Regions from separate parts of the Danio rerio genome. Here region 1 is linked to region 2. The links are chromatin contacts, called in public HiChIP or PLAC-seq maps. All regions are on one chromosome and are shown on one strand. Each heading gives the region's core, a stretch centred on a gene start, on an enhancer-like site or on the middle of the called end of the contact. The rest is flanking DNA. Distances are from core to core; before and after follow the strand shown.

Evidence for each region. HiChIP or PLAC-seq counts read pairs in DNA pulled down with a chosen protein or histone mark.
Region 1: a contact with region 2 is called in an H3K4me3 HiChIP or PLAC-seq map of embryo, with 4 times the contacts expected there. The contact joins the enhancer-like site here to the promoter of arhgap29b in region 2. A contact is called at or near these places in 7 of 18 Hi-C or Micro-C datasets (caudal fin, embryo, fibroblasts and 2 more) and 2 of 4 datasets of contacts at active chromatin or transcription factors (caudal fin and embryo).

The regions. Positions count from the first base shown.
Region 1 is chr2:17,608,875-17,611,574 of GRCz12tu, forward strand. All of the region lies in intron 12 of abca4b (ATP-binding cassette, sub-family A (ABC1), member 4b), which reads left to right. Among named protein-coding and RNA genes, the nearest start is that of abca4b, 42 kb to the left of the region's middle. Within about 2 kb of position 1,352, at least 14 of the 62 cell types and tissues checked have an H3K27ac peak or open chromatin away from gene starts, as enhancers often do.
Region 2 is chr2:17,491,742-17,494,441 of GRCz12tu, forward strand. It overlaps arhgap29b (Rho GTPase activating protein 29b), which reads left to right and starts at 1,308. Exons shown (of 23, transcript NM_200111.2): 1 at 1,308-1,415.

The DNA of each region.
Region 1 (2,700 bases), core at 102-2,601, 120 kb after region 2:
TATGGTATATATGGTGGCTAGCACCTGTCGTTATACACTCACCTTAAATGTTCTGGCACCCTCTAGCATAGGTAAGTCAAATTCTTGGATAATTATTCATATTTAAACTTTTCTTGTTCCAGTCTGGCAACAACATGACTAGTTTGCAAATGTAGATTTGCAAAAAATTTCAAATGCCAGAAAAAATATATTAGTGATCAAATCAAAAATAGTTTCCACTGGTACAAGACTCTTAAGTCGCTAACAAATGGTCTGGGAGTTTTTGTATTTGATTAGTGAGACAGATTACTACCATCTAACCAGCGCTGCATCTGAAATCTCCTCCTTCTCCTCTATAAAGTATGGGGGAAAGTGTCTATGAATCAAATAGTCTTTTCCAATTAATAATATTTAAAAAAACAGTAGACTATAAGTAACAGAATGTCTTACAACAGTACTTCTGCTGAGATTCTGAAGTGTGTATTTGCTAGACATGAGATCATGTTATTTATGAAGAGGATTTATGAATTGAGGTGGTGCGGTGGCACAGTTGGTATCGCTGTCACCTTACAGCAAGAAGGTTCAACCCTCGGCTAGGTCCGTTGGCATTTCTGTGTGTTTTTCCCATGTTCGTGTGGGTTTCCTTTGGGTGCTTAGGTTTCTCTCACAAGTCCAAAGACATGGTATAGGGGAATTGGGTAAGCTAAATTGTCCGTTGTGTATGTATGTGAATGAGAGTGTATGGGTGTTTCCCAGTGACTTTAAGTAGCTGGAAGAGCATTCGCCGTGGCGACCACTGATTAATAAAGGGACTAAGCCGAAAAGAAAATGAATGAATGAATGATTTATTAATTGGACAACTGCAAATCAATTCAATGTAAATAATAAAGTATGTCTAAGGACAGTGAACCTAGCACAGCACATGCTTAAAAATAAAGGGTATTGGTTTGAAAATTGTCATTGAATGTTCACAAAGAACCTGTAACATCAATGGAACAAAAAGGTCATTCATAATAGAAAAAAAATGTTCTTCACAATATTTAAGAATAGTTCTTTGAAGAACTTTTCACTTGGAGGTTCATTGGAGAACCAAAAATGTTCTTCTAAGGCATGAATGTCAAAACCCTTCATTTGGTTTATAATGTCGCCTTTATGTTTAAGAGTGCATGCAGAGCATATCCCTTGAACCAAGCCTAGGCGTTCTTCACTTGACAGAACAAGGCACTTTAACTGAGAGCAGCACAGCTCTCAGTCTGCAGAGTGCTGATTTCTCTCAGCACATCCCTACAAGAATGACCACTTAGCACAGCTATATAGAGCCCATCGTGGCCAGATGGGTGAAAGGGAAAAGAACAAGCAAAGCTGTCAACAGCATGCAGGCCCCTCTATTGTACGGCTGTGATTAAGTAGGGAGTGGGTGGGAGAGCCACCCTCTGCCAGCACCGTGTTGTTTTTGTGGATGGAGGGCTTCATTGAGAACCAAGAGGGGCAAACCACTCAGCATCACTCTGTTACCTCACCTCCCCAGCTATGACCGACCCCTGTTCATAAGCCGGAGGCCTCTTCCCGCAAATTGATTCGAGTGGGACGGTGATGGTGGGAGAGGGCTATCATAGAGCTACCCAGCCTCCTTTTGTCTCCGTCCTAACAACGAGCTTTCCCGCTTTACAAACAAACTTTTTAGCCTATTAGTTATAGCTGTCAGCATTCCGCTTAGCTCAAATGTTAGCTTGAAAAGTATACCACTAAAATACATAAGTTAAATCTCTGCATTTTTTTGTGGGTTTTTCGAAGCTGTGGTCTCAAGCTGAGCGCCTGTGAATGTGAATGTTGTGTTTTTCAATTAAAATGTGTTGAGAACATGTGAGTACAGCAGGGGGTCCCATTGAATCTTTCCATTCAGTTGTTTGTTCAGGACCTCTGGTGTGATTGTACATTACTGTGAATGACTCCATTAGATATGGTGCACATGAAGTAGGAGGCCCCTCGGCTCTATTGCTGTGGCATGTGATGTGAGAGGGAGCCGTTCACTCAGCTATTGTACAGCAATCCTCCGATGAAGGGCCAACACAGATTCTGTGATTTTCCCATGTCATTGGAGAGCTTTGAGAACAAGAGGCCTGCAACATGGAGAAAACTGCTTTGGCCGCTGCAAACCTGACACACTTAGATTCCGATATGCACATTTTATACAACATTATAAGATATGTTCTTCGAGTTGGATAGGTTTTTGTGCTTGCATGCCGTAGACATGTCTCTCTAGGCAGTAGTGATGGGGACTTTACAGCGACTCTTTCTGCAGTTACATTATTAAACCAGTACGTGGTGACAAGTGAATCGATTCATTCAAGAACAGCTTGTTCATTCAAGAGCGAAATAAAAGCTATGTTTGAATTTGCCCCTATATCGTTGATTCTGTCACTAATCTAGACCCTTATTCAGTTAGTAAATGTTGTGGGAGCATAGGTGGAGATCTGCATGAAAGATTTCAATGATCACTGATTACTGATAAAAAACATTTGTTTAAAGAGCGACGTCATAGACAATTTCCTTTTTTCAATCTCTGGTCATTTTCTATTGGCCACCTTTGTGCTATGACATTATCATGATGTGAGCATAGTCTAGGTCATTAAATGAATGAACAAACTGCCTGACAAAAGTCTTGTCATTGATTCCAGTTGTAAGAGCAACAAATAATAACTTGACTTCTAGTCGATCATT
Region 2 (2,700 bases), core at 58-2,557:
TTGTCATTCCACTGCATGTGTGGACATACAGAGAAACAAAATGTTGTGTCTCGCAGGACAACGGTGCTACATAAATCAATCATCAATACAAACACAATATAAGAGTTATTCAAAAATATATACTATATAAGTATGCTACAAGATACTTAACTATACACATAGCAGGCTATACAAGTACTTTTAACTGAAACTGAACAATGTTGTGCAGGAAATTGTGCAATAGAGGTATTAAGGGTGAATATTGTGCAAAAGAGGTATTTAAGGTTTTAATTTAAGCGAGAGTTATTTAAGGTTGAAGCAAGCAGTGCAACATGATTGTGGTACATTTATAGTAAACATCATTTTCCTTATTGAGTTCTTGTAAGATGGAGTTTACATAAAGTGTCAGGTGCATAAGAGAGAAGAGCGTTTCAACAGGTGGTTTGTCAAGTACACTAACCCGAATGAAGCACAATTTGAAATGCACAATGTTTCCAAGAGAAACGGAGTCATTAAGAGTATAAGAGATTAAACTGAAAAGAAAATTAATGAATGATAATTTAAAAATATAAAACAACATCATTATTTAGAAAAAAAAATAGATATATTAAAGTTATAATATGAAAGCTTATCTTGATGCATCACACAGTACAATTGCAATAAAAATAAACTGCAATATAATGTCCTTCGGCTAAGATTAATCAGAGGTCTCCACAGTGGAATGAACTGCAAACTATTACAGCATGTGTTTTACGCAACGGATGGCCTTCCAGTCGCAACCCAGTACTTGAAAGCTTGAAATATACATATATACAAAAATACATATGTACCAAAAAGACAATAAATCATTTTATTTGTTAACGTTTGTTGACGTAAAACCGATTTTAAACCAAACGTTGGATAATTTATTAATCGTTTTTTTATATTAATGATTGTTTTATTTATTTGTCTTTTTCATGTATGTAGCCTATTTTTATTCGTCTTAATGAAGTTAAATATTTTATTGTTTATTAAATAAACGTGTAAACTGATTTTTTATTTGTTTGTTTACGATATCTTTTTTTTATTTTTTGCTTTTCCACGGACTCCCTAGCACTCCCTCGCGGCCCCCTGTGGGGTCCCCGGGTCCCAGTGTGAAACCACCGATCTCCTTCATTGTACTCAGCTCTAGACCCAGCGCAGCACATGTAATTTTGACGAGGAAAACAAGCGGCTTGTATGGCTTGTTGAGCCCTCTCTACCAGCCAATAGGAAGTTTGCTTTGAGGTCATGTGAGTAAATTTTGAGTCAGTCAGTCCCCGCAGTTAGTTTTTCTCTCTCCAGCTGTGATGTGAACAGCGATCTGTGTGCGAGCGTCTTTTAGAGATCATTTGATGGATTTACAAAGGATTTACCTTCATGATTCTTCAGTATGACGATCGTCACGAGCCATTCAAGTAAGTACTGCTCGTTTGAGATGCTAAAAACACAAACTGCTGAAGATTTATAAATTTGAAACGGCTATAGCTAGCAGCGCTAAAGTTCATGGGGGCTATGAAGAGGAGATACAATTACAGCATTGAGTGAAATTGTGTATCATTAAATTCGGTTTGTCAAGTCAAACTTGTTTTTTTTAAATGTCAAAAAATGCAATACTTCAATAAGTTACTTAACGTGACTGTTTCAATCGTGGTAACATGCTCTGTTAAAGAGCCAAACTTGTCAACCCAAATCCTGATCGTTTAATTCTGACAAGTCATAGCCGACCAAATTTTACCCTATGTTCCTTTTTGAATGTCCATTTCCTCTCATCACTGACTACAACCGAGATGGATTGTTATGAGTGACAGGTGTCAAGCTCCTATTGAATGATAAAGATCGTTGCATTACTCGCATTCTGCAGCTGCAGACGTGCTTCAGCTGAAGACAAAGGCAGTCACGTAACCACATTACACATCCAAACACTACATGGCTACAAAATTACATGTCAAAGCATGAGGCATCAGTAGATAATGGGTCAGGCTGTCTGAGGGCATGAGTTCTTGTTACTGGTGGATCATCATGATAATGCTGCAGAGCTTGAATGTTGTAAGCACTTTTCTTGGGCAAACTGGTTTTTAAATTGTAGTTCTTGTTTGTTTCGTAAACCAACTATTGATTTTTTTTTATGCACTGGTCATGGGGATTGAGGTAAAGTTGGTTTTATATTCGCACATTCAGACTTCTTAATAATATAATGTCAGAAACGTTTTCTTTGCAAATTCTAAATAGGGAATCATATTAGCAGTCAATGACTATCAAAATACATTGTTTACCGTCAATTAAATTGTTTTCAAGTCAATATTACATGATTTTAGACTGAATATTCAAAAGTATCATGGTAAACAATATAGGGAGCGTGTCACAAGTTGTCACTGAATGAATATGCGAATATAAAACCAACTTTACCTCAATGTCATGTGGCAGGAGGTTTCCAGAGCTGAATATTTTATAAGTATATATAAGCTGATGTTTTGTCTGAAATTAATTGAAAAGCACCCTTAACCCATTTTTAAAATCTAGATTGAGCAACTTTAGAGATGTTCAGAAAACCAGTCTGATGTTTAGAGTAACAGTTAAGCAATTTTTTTTCTTTTTTTCTTTTTAAAACATAAAACCTTTAGTTACCTCTCCAGAATCATTATTTATAGAATACATTTGTGATTAGGTATGTAGGATGTCAAAAAAAGAGCAAATCTGGAC